5 separate regions of the Mus musculus genome follow, and all the other regions are linked to region 3. The links are chromatin contacts, called in public ChIA-PET and HiChIP or PLAC-seq maps. All regions are on one chromosome and are shown on one strand. Each heading gives the region's core, a stretch centred on a gene start, on an enhancer-like site or on the middle of the called end of the contact. The rest is flanking DNA. Distances are from core to core; before and after follow the strand shown. Region 1 overlaps Gm33677 (predicted gene, 33677). Region 2 has its middle 4.5 kb from the start of Gm33624. Region 3 overlaps Gm40777 (a long non-coding RNA gene). Region 4 has its middle 6.9 kb from the start of Gm33861. Region 5 has its middle 77 kb from the start of Ifngas1.

The links. ChIA-PET counts read pairs in DNA pulled down with a chosen protein or histone mark. HiChIP or PLAC-seq counts read pairs in DNA pulled down with a chosen protein or histone mark.
Region 1: an H3K27ac HiChIP or PLAC-seq map of double positive thymocytes shows a contact between it and region 3, with 2.7 times the contacts expected there. The contact joins two enhancer-like sites. A contact is called at or near these places in 3 of 39 promoter capture datasets (neural stem cells, second pharyngeal arch cranial neural crest and trophoblast stem cells), 1 of 15 datasets of contacts at CTCF or cohesin (the NIH/3T3 cell line), 14 of 484 Hi-C or Micro-C datasets (B cells, CD4 T cells, LSK cells and 10 more), 13 of 115 datasets of contacts at active chromatin or transcription factors (the NIH/3T3 cell line, astrocytes, a beta-TC-6 cell line and 10 more) and 1 of 9 other capture datasets (adipose tissue).
Region 2: a contact with region 3 is called in an H3K27ac HiChIP or PLAC-seq map of double positive thymocytes, with 5 read pairs. The contact joins two enhancer-like sites. A contact is called at or near these places in 5 of 484 Hi-C or Micro-C datasets (CD4 T cells, cerebral cortex, effector CD8 T cells and 2 more), 7 of 115 datasets of contacts at active chromatin or transcription factors (CD8 T cells, the NIH/3T3 cell line, T-cell acute lymphoblastic leukemia and 4 more) and 1 of 9 other capture datasets (adipose tissue).
Region 4: a contact with region 3 is called in an RNA polymerase II ChIA-PET map of effector CD8 T cells, with 8 read pairs. The contact joins two enhancer-like sites. A contact is called at or near these places in 3 of 39 promoter capture datasets (the HPC-7 cell line, maxillary cranial neural crest and trophoblast stem cells), 11 of 484 Hi-C or Micro-C datasets (3T3-L1-derived adipocytes, the G1E-ER4 cell line, beige adipocytes and 7 more), 8 of 115 datasets of contacts at active chromatin or transcription factors (effector CD8 T cells, embryonic hindbrain, embryonic midbrain and 5 more) and 2 of 9 other capture datasets (adipose tissue and liver).
Region 5: a Foxp3 HiChIP or PLAC-seq map of regulatory T cells shows a contact between it and region 3, with 3 times the contacts expected there. The contact joins two enhancer-like sites. A contact is called at or near these places in 3 of 484 Hi-C or Micro-C datasets (myocytes, rod photoreceptor and uterus) and 6 of 115 datasets of contacts at active chromatin or transcription factors (bone marrow-derived macrophages, embryonic forebrain, embryonic limb bud and 3 more).

What each region holds. Positions count from the first base shown.
Region 1 is chr10:119,039,078-119,041,777 of GRCm38.p6, forward strand. The region is part of intron 3 of Gm33677 (predicted gene, 33677); the gene reads right to left. Among named protein-coding and RNA genes, the nearest start is that of Gm33677, 10 kb to the right of the region's middle. Within about 2 kb of position 1,309, at least 40 of the 459 cell types and tissues checked have an H3K27ac peak or open chromatin away from gene starts, as enhancers often do. A contact at or near this core is called in adipose tissue, double positive thymocytes and regulatory T cells, where this site is marked.
Region 2 is chr10:119,010,323-119,013,022 of GRCm38.p6, forward strand. No RefSeq gene overlaps it. Among named protein-coding and RNA genes, the nearest start is that of Gm33624, 4.5 kb to the left of the region's middle. Within about 2 kb of position 1,414, at least 64 of the 459 cell types and tissues checked have an H3K27ac peak or open chromatin away from gene starts, as enhancers often do. A contact at or near this core is called in CD8 T cells and double positive thymocytes, where this site is marked.
Region 3 is chr10:118,881,378-118,884,077 of GRCm38.p6, forward strand. Gm40777 (a long non-coding RNA gene) reads left to right here. Exons shown (of 3, transcript XR_872090.1): 3 at 1-964. It also overlaps a transcript of Dyrk2 not described here and the pseudogene Gm26976. Among named protein-coding and RNA genes, the nearest start is that of Gm40777, 11 kb to the left of the region's middle. Within about 2 kb of position 1,329, at least 117 of the 459 cell types and tissues checked have an H3K27ac peak or open chromatin away from gene starts, as enhancers often do. A contact at or near this core is called in CD8 T cells, adipose tissue, double positive thymocytes and 4 more, where this site is marked.
Region 4 is chr10:119,081,774-119,084,473 of GRCm38.p6, forward strand. No RefSeq gene overlaps it. Among named protein-coding and RNA genes, the nearest start is that of Gm33861, 6.9 kb to the left of the region's middle. Within about 2 kb of position 1,273, at least 14 of the 459 cell types and tissues checked have an H3K27ac peak or open chromatin away from gene starts, as enhancers often do. A contact at or near this core is called in effector CD8 T cells, memory CD8 T cells and rod photoreceptor, where this site is marked.
Region 5 is chr10:118,632,237-118,634,936 of GRCm38.p6, forward strand. No RefSeq gene overlaps it. Among named protein-coding and RNA genes, the nearest start is that of Ifngas1, 77 kb to the left of the region's middle. Within about 2 kb of position 1,360, at least 41 of the 459 cell types and tissues checked have an H3K27ac peak or open chromatin away from gene starts, as enhancers often do. A contact at or near this core is called in regulatory T cells, where this site is marked.

The DNA.
Region 1 (2,700 bases), core at 59-2,558, 160 kb after region 3:
GCCTTGTCCTCTCTGCCTGCAGGTGTTCCCTGCATAGCAATCTAGTCCTGTCCTCCTATCTCCCCTCCCCATCTCAGGTCTCAGACACAAGTCCCACATCTGGTTGGGCGGGCGCCCCTTCCAGGAGCGCAGTCCCTCCCTCTTGCAAGCACTCATTGCTGGCAGCCGGTGCCTCTAAGCTCTTCAGAGGTGAGCCCAGGCAATGGCTGCTCCTTTTTGTTACAGTAGTCGTCAGCAATTCTTGATCTTGGTAGAGATATATCTGTGGGCTAAATCAAAGGACACATAGGGCAGGGTCCCCAGTATTAGCATCTGGCTGACCTACCAAATAAACCAAGACTCCAGGGGCCTTCTGCTTCTGGAAGACTCGAGGCAACAAAGTCTTACCTGTTTGAAACAAATGGTAAGAAGTCTCAAATGAATTGGCACATTGTAGGATTTTGAAGAAGTTTTGATACATTCAAGAAACACTAAAAACACCCACCTGCCCACCCCCTTTCCTGTCTGAACTATGGCTTTGAACTCAGTAGGTAATCATTTTTCTTTAAATAATATTAAAGTCAGTTTAAATGTGACAGGCGTCTTTTCACAAGCACTCCAAGCACCAGCAAGGAATGGATGGACCCGGACAGACCCTTAGGTTCAGTCTTTGCTTGAGGCAGTGAGGCTCTCTAGAAGAGATTCGGCAATGGTAAACCTACTCCCCCACCCTGAGGGAGGGGTTTATAAGTCACCTAAATCAGGACTCCAAAGGTCCTCATAAGTATGGCAGCAAATGCCTAAGATGTGGGGAGGAAGGGAGGTCTCTGAACACTGCGTCCTTTGTCATGCAAGTAGAGCCAACGTTCTGAACAGAAATTGTAGATACTAGCAGACTATCTTTAGAAACAGGAAGTCAGGAACAGCCTATAAATATCTTCCCCTTCCTTCCTGAAGATCACATATACATTTTTTTTTTAAGATCCAGAAAAAACAAACAAACAAAACAAAACAAAAAAGATTTAGAAATAAAGAAAGTGCCTTAGTCTGGCTACTTCCTTTCTAGATTTTTCTAAAACTTTAAAATGTGTTGTGAGGGGAAGAGTACCACTTCAGCTTTTGACTGTTTGTGAGTGTCAGCCCTTTAAAAATGGCTTTCTTCTTTTTAAAACATTTAGTATATTGAGGGAAATCATGACTTGGGGGTTGATAAAAGAGCCCTAGTTACTGCTAGAAAGCAGTGGGGCCCTCAGCTGCGGGGTGTTCAGCAACTCTCCAGCTGGATTAGGCACTGTTGTCTCACCATTGTCCCAGTTGTGTCGGAGTGAGCCTCAGGGACACGTGACATATGCTCTGACCTCAGCCCTTGCTGACACAGACAGTCTTAACAATACCACTCCAACAGACCCACGCCAGGCTGCTCTTCTTTCCAGCTCTAGGTGTGTCTGGTGGGAAAATGATTCAGAGAGGCAGACACAAAATGTCTGTGGGTCCCAGAATCACTGTGAGGAATATTTTCCTAGGATCACCATGGGAGAGAGGGAAGCTGGGAGAATGGTTCAGATACCCATTCTACTTTCAGCCCAGCCCTTCTTCTTTGCCTCAGGAAAGGGCAACTTTTCCTTTCTTTTGTCTCTTTCTTCTAGATGCTAACTCCTCAGCCACTGGTCCTCACCCTCCCTAATGCTGCAACCCTTTAATACAGTTCCTCATGCTGTGGGGACCCCTCACCCCGACCATAAAAATGATTTTCCTTGCTACTTCATAACTGTAATTTTGCTACTGTTATGAATCGTAATGTAATATCAGTGTTGAGTTTGGTCTGTTGTTATGTATTGTAATGCTAAATTCTGTGCCCAAATGTCTGGACCCTAGAGTTGACAAGCTTTTGTTGTGCAAACCTTATTCTTTGATTTAAAACTACTGGTTAAATAAAATTGGTTGAATCCAATTACTGGAGGGATTCAAGGTAGATGGGTTTTGAGTAACCTGGTTGGCAGTGGAGAAGGAGGGGGTGGGGACCAGGAGGAGAAGGAGGAGGGATGAGGGGAGAAGAGGAAGCCTCCAAGAGAAGAGATGGACCGTGAGCATGTGGCCAGGAGAAACAGCAAGTATCTGGGGTTATACCCCTGGGAAGGTAGCCAGGCCAGCAGTCAAAAGAGTAGATTAAGGGTGACCCCCAGTAATTATCAACGCCAAGTAAAATAACCATAGTCGGAGTCTCATTTATTTGTGAGCTAGTTGGGGATAAGCATAACGTGGTTGTACTACACATCTGAAATGCAGCATATCTGACATGTGACCCCTGTGAAAGGGTTGTTAGACACTCCCCCCCCCAAGGGATTTCAACCCATAGATTGAGAGCCACTGCCTTAAGTGTGCCTATGTCTGTGTACATGCTGTGTATAGGTGTGTGAGCACACATGCAAACACACACACACACACACACACACACACACACACACACACACACACCATGGTACTTTGGACTTCCATGCTCTTTCTAAAGCCCCCTCCCACTCAAATGTCAGGCCTTGCCCACCCCCACCTCCTTTTCACCGACATTCTCCAGGCAGCTGCTGGGATTTACAGCTGCCCACCCTGGGGCTTTTTAAAAAACACTAATAACACTAGCCTTGAGCTTCGTTCAATTCTTTCATTGAAACTAAGAACCCCAAGGGGGAACCCTGATTTCCCAATATCATCTAAGAAACACAAAGA
Region 2 (2,700 bases), core at 164-2,663, 130 kb after region 3:
CATCGCAACTCTGCAAAGCAGTGGGGATGAAGTAAAGGCAGCCACTCTCCAGATCAATGTGAGGCATAAAGACAGAAATACCTGTGAAATATGCAAGGCAGACTGGCATACAGCACATGCCTCATGCAATCTGGGTCCACTTATCAGTCCTTGTAGTGGGATGAGGGGGTATCGCTTCTTGGCAATGTATTTGCATACTCTGGGAGAATCCCTGGTTATATCACCAGCACCAAAATCCAACCAAACAACAACAACAAAACCAAGCAGTGATCAATCCTATAATTCAAGATCAGTCACCTGGTTCAGGCAACAACTACCCGGACACGGCTTCCCACTAAAGACACAAGAAGTGTCACACAAAGACAAATACATATGGGTGCACACACATACAAGTACACACATAGAAGTACACAAGAACTGGAGCCACTGTTGGGACACAAGGCTGTTTTCCCATTGACAGCTCTCTGAAAAATCTCCTGACCTTGATCAGTCTCTGGTCCCCACCAGGAGTTACAGCTAAGGACACCTAGGAGTTCCGGCCTCTCAAAAACACTCTTCTGGGCGGGCCTCTGCTAAGAAGCCCTGAGTGACCTGGACAGAAACCCTGAGTGTCCTTGCAAAAGCCTAAGTGTTTCTCCTGCCCTCTCCCAGGTGAGTCTGGTGTGGGAGGGACCCTGGCAGTCTTCCAAGCCTTTGGTGGCCTCTCCTGTCCCCCTGTGTGTGGAAACCCAAAGGGCTGGCCAAATCAGGATTGGTTTTTCTCCCCCTCAGTTTGCTAAACCCAGCTCGGGATAAACGTCCTCCCTAGCTCAATGCGCTCCGCACCTGTCAGTGTTTGTTTTTAACTGACAGTGTTGATTTAGCGTTAGGCCCAGTGGGGGATGTGGTTACAGGCTATGGGGAGGATTCGGAGTTGCTGTGTGTACAAGAGAAAATGCCAAGTTAGGTAATGAAAACTGAACGGCCCCGGTGCTCCCGCTTATAAATACCTATCAAAATCAGGAAAAGTACAACAAAACCAACACAAAGCATGTCCCTTTCTGAAGCATGTTCCCTCCTCTTAACCCTCTAGAAGAGCAGGAGGACAGACTGGAATCTCTAAAAAGCTCAGGTACTGGGACGTCTGTTCCATTCATATTTCCAACGCTCCTGTGCCTCTGTTCCCTCTTCTGTTCCCAGTTCTCCCTAATTCCCAGCGGGAAGGATTGGAAGGGACTGTTGGCTTTGCACCTGTCTGGTACCCCAACCCTAAAGAGTAGTCCCTTTTTATTGCTGAGTGAAAACCATGCACCCCACTGGGGAAACACTGAGAGAGAAGGCGTGGGAGAGCAAGCTGGACACAGCCCTGGGAGCACGTACGGAGACAAGCGTAAGCAAGCGGGTTGTAAACACAAGTCAGGATCCAGAGTCTTCATAAAGGAGGAGACTCTGGAACTGAGTGTTGAGTAATGAACTGGGGTTTGCCAAGGGCAGATGGGGATATGCAGAGTTCTGCAGGCAGAAGGAAGGGAGGCAACACAGGCTGGGTTAAAATGCAACAGGGAGTGTCCAGAGAGGATCCAGGGGGAGCTCTCCAGGAAGAGCCTCCAGGGAACCTAGACTGTAAGGAAAGGCAGGTGCCCTCTCTCTCTTTCTTGGTCTAGTCTCTGTCTCTGACTCTTTGTGTCTCTGTCTCCCTCTTGTCTGTCTCTCTGTATGTATGTATAAAAGAGACGAAGTCAATGTCAGTAGATAGACTGACATTGCATATTAACCATGTGACGTGAGTAGAAATGCAAAGGAGTTTTGAGATCACCCTGCAAACACGCAAAGAGTAAGTGCTATTAGGTACTTGGTGCCATCAGGTACTTGGTGCTATGGTTACTTGGCCCTATCGGGTACATGGTATTGTGAATATTTGCTGCTATCAGGTACTTGGTGCTGTGGGTATTTGGTGCTATCAAGTGCTATCAGGTACTTGGTCCTATGGGGTACTTGGTGCTATCGGTACTTGATGCTGTGGGTACTTGGTGCTATCAGGTTCTTGGTGCTGTGGGTACTTAGTGCTATCAGATACTTGGTGCTGTGGGTATTTGGTGCTATCAAGAAAATCTCATCCAGAATAGAGATATATGGAAATGATTAGGAGACTTCACTTGTCCTTTACATTGTTAGAAAACCTATGTGTGAGTGAATGGTCCTGATTCCTGGCTTGCTGCTTATGACAGTCCTTGGGGCTTCAAGTCCTGCATTTCCAGGCTTCTGGCTTTGACTTGCTGGCTTATTGTTAGAACTCCCTCCATTTGGACACTGCACATGGGTAGGCTGTCCACTGGAAAGCTCTCCAAGTTAGTTCGCACTGTCCTTTTAGCTTTACTAACACTCTTCTCTCCAATTATGACTTTTTCCTTTGCCTTTCCTCGCTGCCTTTGATCCTCATCTGGCAAGCAAAGTTTATATCATGAATATTTTATAACTCTGCAGTTCCAGCATAGACAAGGCCATTAATAGCCGAGTGACTTAAAAGATTGCCCCCCCAACACCCCATACTTAGTCCATGACTGGCACAGAGCAGGCGGGCAATCAGTAGAATGCACTTTAGCCATCGAAGGAGATTGGCCATAGGTCACTTAGTCTTTAATGGTCAGGAGTAGGTCTATCTTGTTTTTCCAGAACTTTCCCCATTTTCCACAATGAGGAATTGAAGACAGAAAGAGTTCA
Region 3 (2,700 bases), core at 79-2,578:
TGAAGCCACTCCAGGGCAAACGACCCCCAAGAGTTCTCCGGAAGATGGAATTCTTCCCAATTTTGTGTGTGTGTGTGTGTGTGTGTTTTCCTGTGATAAAACATCTTGATAAAAGCAACTTAGGGGCTAAGGAATTTAGTTGGTTCACAGTTCATTTATAGTTTATTCTTGTGGGGAAGTCAGGACACCTGAGGCATATATTACATCCATAGTCAAGACCACAGAGCAAGGAGTTTACGAATGCACCAGAGTGCTCAGCTTGCTCTCTCCATGCTCACAGAGTCCACCATTTCCTGTCTAGAGGACTGTCCCACTGGGATCAATCTATGCAGAATAATCCCTCACAGACACGTGCATAACTAACCTAGTCTAGACAATCCACATTAGGACTTCTTAGATTACACCTAGATTGTATTGAGTTGACAATGAGCGCTAGTTCCTCTAGGGTCATGAACTAGGTTCCAGCCACCTATTGGGAAGGAAAAAGGTAATGTGCCCCACAAAGTCTACTCCATCATCTTGGGTTCCTTTCTTTCAGTGAAGATTTCCAGAAAAAAAGGGGGGATGAAAAAATGACTTACTGGGGGAAATATGAAAAACACCCAGGATCATAATAAAAATCCTTTCCACCATGGGTTGAATCCAGTCAGAGCCTGTCCTTTTTCTTCCACCTCTTGCGATTTCTGAAACATCGTTTGAAGAAACATTTCATGACGGTCTTTCAAAATGTCAACCTATTTTGGAGTCGGCAAAGCCGACTTTCCTTTGTTCCGTGTTGTTAACGCAGAGCTATAATCTGAGAAGTTTTTACACAGAAACAATAAGAAAGCTGACAACTTTCATTTTAAGAAATCTTGAAAAGGTGGGGAATTATGTATATTGTATTATTAGTATGCTTTTACTCCTGTATATGTGAATATTAGCACTTCATACGTAAATAGAAACTTCAGGTCATAAGTAAAATGCACGGTCTCTCCTATGCAGGAAAAAAGGTCGTCAAAGCCATGAGGGGATTTAAAAGATCCACTCAGTCAATAATTAAAACAGTTTGCGTGTAGCTGGCAAATTTAGAAAGTGAAAGTTAAAAGCCATCAATCAATAGCATTCTGCAGATATGTTTTGTTTGGCTTTTACATGGGACTTTTTGAAAATGTGAACGCGAGTCCAGCCTTTTAAAATTAGACTTCATGTAAATACACATGTTTCTGGTTGTTCTAGAAACAACACAAAATCAGACTGCATTAGCCTTCCTTCCATCTTTCACAATAGTGGCATACAAGCCTTCCTATCCCCACCTCCACCCTGGGCCCTGCAGAATACCACAGCCCCTACCACTTCCTGTTATTGTACGTGCGCCTTTGCTTTTGGTGGTACCTACTTCTACAGCATGCCGGTAACCTCTACATGAGTTTTTTAATTAATGGAATTTCCTCACCACTGCCTTTCCACAGATAGGAACGCATCTCCCCGCTCCCCGCTCTTTCCTTTCTTTGTTTATTTGGGTATTTATTTACACCGAGACTGCTCAGACTGGTCTTGTTTATAAATAAAAATCTGGAACAAGAAGTATCGTTTTGCCTCGCAGTTAGTTGTGGAGACTCTGAAATCATGGCTTGTTTGAGATCTACCTGAGGTGACCTGGCGTAGCCACTGCAGACAGCTCTATGGGGATTCATCATATACTGTAAAAGCATACATTGTTTCCTTACAGTTACCATCTTGCTTTGTCTGGAAGTTGTTAAGGTCTTGAAGTTTCTGTAGACATTCACGAGCACGTTTTGAATAGGGCAGAAATCCCCATGTCTCCCTACTGTGGAAGGGCCCAGGGGAAGAATACATTTAGGACACCGATGACTCTTGAAATAGCCTGCTTATTCAGTAGTGCTGCATACTAGTTTGTATCTGAACATATCGTGGCCAGCATTAAATGCCAGACTTCTACCCTTCCAAAGTATTTCCCCTAATGTGCTTCCTGTCTCGGCGTAGGGAACTTCCGGTGTTCCGGTCAGCCAGGCCGTGTGCCTTGAAGCAGTTCAGCTAGTTTTATTTGTCAACTTTTATCACAACCTAGAATCATCTTGAAAAAGGGAAGCTCAACCGAGGAATTCCCAGATTTCAGTGGCCTGGGACCGTGTCTGTGACAGGTTGTCTTGGTTGTGGTTCATGAGGGAAAATCCAGGCTGCCATGCATCTAGGCTATATAGGGAAGTTAGCGAAGCGTGAGCCGGAGACAACTGTTTCTGCCTCAGTTACTGCTCGGGATCCTGTTGTCACTTCCTTCAGAGATGACCCATGACCTGGAAGTGTAAGCCAAATAAAACCCTTTCCTCCCCAGGTTACTTCCGGCCAGACTGTTTTATCGCAGCCACGGGAAATTGAGTAGAATGTGGTTGTTTATTCTCCTCTTGCTCTTATCCGTCCATCCCATCATCTACAAAACCTAATAACCTCACACTAAAAGAATTCTACCAACCACTCACTTCTCTTTATGGCTAATATCGCCATAATTAAAGGCAACGCTACAGCTCAACCGCATCATGAGAAATATCTTCTTACGTAGTCTCCATTGCTCCTTTTATTCCCAACATGGCTACCATGAGGATCCCTTCCAGATGACCTTTCAGGTGTTCCCTTCAGATGTCCCTTTTGGACAAACCTGTTGCACCACTTCTCAAAATCTAATGCCTCTTCAGTAGCCAG
Region 4 (2,700 bases), core at 23-2,522, 200 kb after region 3:
TGTGCTCAGTCCAGGCTGTGAGCACCCACTCCTGTATTTGTCAGGCACTGGCAGAGCCTCACAGGAGACAGCTATATTAGGCTCCTGTCAGCAAGCACTTGTTGGCATCCACAATAGTGTCTGGGTTTGGTAACTGTATATGGGATGGATTCCCAGGTGGGGCAGTCACTGGATGAGGGCATGGGCTATTTTGTTGGCCACCTATGGTGTTCCAGCCAGGGTTCCAGCAAGCCTTGTGACATGGCTTCTTTGCCCTTGTCCTTGCTGATCTAGCAGGTCTATTGAGTTGCCCTCTGCCAAATCTTGTTCTGACCTGCTGCCTCGGATACCAGAAAAGAAAGCTCTAAGGCTAAGCACGCTCCCTCCCTCCCTCCTCCTCCCCGACACAGGCCAGATCCTTTAAGAACATATTGGGAAGAGGATTATTTAAAATTCCTTCTCTCAATGGGCTCTTGCATCTGAACACCTGTTCTCATTCCTTCTCTTCCAGAAGTCCCAGCTGGTTCCTCATTGCATACCCGGAACCCCCAGACAACCTCCTCTGGTGGGCTCAGACAAAAGGTTGAGGTGGACATGGCCATACTTCAGCCACCTTCTTGAAGGAGCGGAGGTGTGTCGCCCTTATCCAGACGTATACCTGGAGTTAATTCACAGAACCTATACTACATGCTCCCTTACAGATGCACTTCGTTTAGCTCACAGTTCTCGCGGTGGTCTAACTGCAGAAAGATCCAGACAGGGGACCATCTTCCCAGGGTTCTTATCCTGAGAAAACAATCCCATCTCTCCAAAATGTGCTCTCCCCACCCTGTGTGCAGCAATATCAAGTGTTGGAGCCCAACCCACAACCCTGAGGACCTAACTTTGACTCAGAGGCTATCCCCTCCCCTGGGCACGCGTCCTAGACTAAGGAAACTCCAAAGGGCTTTGGTGGAAGGTCAACAGAGGAGGGGGTCTCATTCCTTGCAGTAGTCTTACCCCAGTCACAGAATGTAGCCATGAGTGGGAGCTCTGGGAGCAGGTAAGCAGGGCTTTGGGATAGTTCTGTGTGGGGCCTACTTTTCATGTCAACTTGGCATAGGCTGGAGTCCTTTGGGAAGAGGCAACCTTTCAATTGAGAGAATTCCCCTACTGGATTGGCCAGATTTGCAAGTCTGTAGGGGCATTTTCTTGATTATAACTGATGTGGGAGGGCCCAGCCCATTGTGGAGAGTGCCACTCCAGGGTAGGTACTCCTAGATGGTATGAGAGAGCATGCTGAGTACGTCATGAGGAGGAAGCCAGGAAGCCTTGTTCTTCTGTGACCTTTACTTCATTCTTCACTTCCCTTGCTTCTGACCAAGTGTGAGCTGAGCGTTCTAAGCTGAAATAAACCTTAGCCACACCAAGTTGCTTTTGGTCATGGTGTTTTATCACAACAATAGAAACCTTAGCCAAGACACTTTTCTCCTAGTCATGTGACCTTGGTATTATATATATATATATATATATATATATATATATATATATATGCATATATATATATCTTAATTTGTTCCTGCCTTGTCTTTTTCTTTATCGTATGATGGCAATAGCATCCAGGCCTTAAAGAGTTAAAACATTCACAGAGCTGAAATTTGCAAAGAAGAAACAGCCATGGTTATATAGGGCTTTCTACCCGTTTGGACACTTCAATTATGTTCCCGTTAAGCTGGCAAACAGTTGTTGGTGCAGACATGAGGACATTTGTGGACATCATCAAAGAACAAGCACTATTTCCCAGAGACAGTACAATCTGGAAATAACTTTTCAAAATGAGTCATGAGGGAGTCTCAATGTGCAGTTAGCACAGGAAGTTCCCCCAGCAATGTGAAATCTACAACTCTCTGTGAGGTGTGAAGAGATTCTCTTGTTATCTCTGCATTTTGTCTGAAGGCCCCAAAGAGAAAACACTGAATAGTAATTTCTTCCCTCCCCAGCGGGCTACAAAGACCGGCTGGATAGGAACCTGTGGTGGTTTGAATATGCTTTGCCCAGGGAATGGCACTATTAAGAGGTGTGGCCTTGTTGGAGGAAGTGTGTCACTGGGGGAGTGGGCTTTGAGACCCTCCTCTGAAGTGGAAGTTTCTGGTTGTGTCATGTGATGCAAACTCATGTGGTGTTATGCTGAGGCAGGACACATGGAAAGACATGATGTTTGGAGAGAGTATAAATAGGACTCAGCAGATTGCGATGGGGTGCTTGCATAGCTGGCCTTGCGATGCTTCATTGGTCTTGCGTCTTTGCTTTGATAAGAGAGGCACAGCAAAGAACTTCTCCTGGCATTATGGCTGGTTCTGGTCACTCCCACTGACTCGATGCTGCTATGGCAGAAGCCTGGTTCCTGCCACCACTGCTGATTTCAGTTTGGTGTCTTAACATCACTGAACTGGACTGCTGGTACCCAGACAATGGAGATTGGACACATCCCCAAAGAACTACTTCTAGACAGGTCCACATCCCCCTGTCCTGTTTACCATCTCTTCTCCCCTATGTTTGGATGGTGGGCTAGAAGAGGGGTTGAAGCATTTGAGAACCCCTAGTAAAATAGGTTTTGAAAAATCTAAGCCTACATTCCTCTCAGCTGCCTGGAAGACAGTCTTCTCTTAGCTGCCTTCTGATCAAGATGCAAAATTCTCAGCTCCTCACCATGTCTGCCTGGACGTACCTGGATGCTGCCAT
Region 5 (2,700 bases), core at 110-2,609, 250 kb before region 3:
AGGGGCTCTCGGGCCCCAGAGCATAAGTGACTTCATTTATCTAACAAATATGTCTGCTAAGACAACAGTCTTATCATTAAAAACTTAGTAAATTGCTGTCGATGGGATACGTACAAAGTAGCAAAGTCCATGTGTGCAAGCAGGTGTCTATCAAAGTATCAAAGTAACGTGGTGGTAAGACAAACAAAGTTGATCATGTGACCACACATGAAAGGCTAAAGAACGCTGAGCAGATATAAAACTCACTCATGGGAGAGAGAAAACAAAATCTTCCAAGGTGATAGAAATGTAAGAAATCTTACTGAGTTTAATGTTTAGTAACCAACAGTCACTATACTTTGGGAACAATTTCTAGGCCGTTTCATTTTAAAAAAATCAATGCTAATTCTCGTATTATTGTGCAGTGTTGTCTTGACCTGAAGGTCCTATCTAACAAAATAAAACAAATTTTTAAAAGAAGTTTGACTATTGGAAAGGAAAAGACAATTTTAAGTGGTATGATTGATCAACTACTTTGAAAATCTAATGTAATCAACTTATCTTTAATCACAATTAGAATTAACTTATGAAAGTCTATAATCAACATATGTCAAACATTAAAATCAGTCGCCTGCTAGATGTGGTATTACACATCTGTAATTCAGAATCCCAGCTCTCTCTCAGGAGGGCAAATCAGGATTGTGAATTTGAAGCCAGGCATTTTAGCAAGATCTGGTCTCAAAGCCCTTTCCCCCAAAGCTCCCAGCCCAAAAGCAAAGGGTCAAGAGCATACCCAAATGCCGACAGTAGTTGCTGTAAGGTTATAGGTCTGTAAAGTTGGCTACAACATTTTCCTTTGAGAAATGGACTCATCTGTATAGGAGAATGCCCCTTTGTGTTTCAACTACTACATAAATATGGTATGTGATAGTATACCATATATGATAATTATACTTTGGTGGCAGATTAATAAGAAGGGGTGTATCTTATCTGTCTTTGAAAAATCTCTGGGAATTGCAGATCAAGAAACCGAGGTCTAATGGAGAACATACATTATAAGAAGCTAAGGTCCACTAACTTATTGTTTTTTAATCACAGACTGGTTAAATATTTTAGATAGAAGCATCTCTCGGGTGGAAAGGCTAATTATTTTATTCCTATAAAATGCATCAATTGCTCTGCCATAAACATTTAGACTTCATTCTTCTTTCACTAGGACATATGGCAGTCTAATATTTTAGCCGAGCACAAGGCTCTATAGCCACAGGAGTGCGTGGAATATGACACACACTTGCTTTTGTTCTCAGAAGTGTTCAGTGTGCAATGCCTGAGGACAGGATGTGGATGTTGTTAAGTTATCGAGTTGAGACACAGTGTTGTTTCCCCAGTTACAGTATGATGACAGGCTCTAAGTCCCACCCACACCTCCACGAGGCAATCCTGCGTCTGATAGCATTCCCTCCCATGTTTGATGTGGCTTGTTTTATGTACTGATAAGAGAGTCAGGAACTTCTGTTGCACGGTCCCATAATTAACCTCATAGCAGAGGCAGTTGTCAGACTCAAGGAAACACAGATGCTCTGACAACATCACCGCTCACAAAAGCTGAAGTCTAATTCGTTATTCTACACAGACACCCAGCTCTGTGGTCCATCTGAGGATCTGGTAAAAGGGTGGATTTACAAATGTCAAGAGAGCTTCTGGTGTCAAATGGGAAACAACCCCACTGCCTACATGCTCTGCATCTTCCAGGTTGTTTCCATTCAGTGATCCTGAGAAGGGAGCTGTTTGGTTTCAAGTAGCCCCCCACTCCCACCCCTCATTCTCGACTCTGAGCTCCCAATGCCTTCTTTCCTCAATCAATCAGGCCATTGTAGCTTTAATAAAATGTTCCTTAATCCTCCCAGTCCTGAAGTATCCCAAGCCAAGTGTGATATTGTATATTTCCTGTCTTTCACCTTAGCAGGCTTTTCAGCAAATGTGCTTGGATTTGCAGCTCTTCTGTTCCAAGAATCCTAAAGGTTTGTATATGCTCCACTCATGGCCCTGCTGGGAATCTGTATTGCTCTCCTTTATTACAAAATGTTTTCCAATATAGCAGTACAAGCGGGGATACTCTTGGGTTTGAAGTTGAGCTTTTAATAAACTCCTCAAACAAATGGAAGCCCTCCAGTTTTGCCCCACCCCCACTATCTTCTCAAGTAGACTGACTGCTTGATGGTTACTCAGACAAGTATCCTATGAGTCTTCCTTGGTCCTTTTTCTTTTAAAGCTCATCTCAAGTTATTGGCAAATAGCCCCATGACCTAGCAAGTTCTCACCAACTCTGTAACGTCCTTGCTGGTCTGAGTCTCCACTGTGACTGTGCCATATCCCTACTGGTCTTGACCCTTCGGGCGCCTCTTCTCAAGACAGCCAGACTTAGCTGCTTTGGCATAGCAATGACTGATGTTCCTGAGGGAACAGTTTAAAGGAGATAGCTTCTTTTGTCTTATGGTTTCCAAGGGTTCAATCCATGATCTCTTGGTTCTGTGTGCTTGAGTAGAACCCTGTGGTGACAAGAGTCTGTGGGTGAAGGAGGCTGTTTGCCTCATGTCAGACAAGAAGAAGGGCTGATCCAAAAAGAAGTCAGGCATAAATAAGGGACCACATACTTGGAGATTCAGTTTCTCCAACTATGCCCAATCTACTAAAATTTCTAGAACCTTCCAAAATAATAGT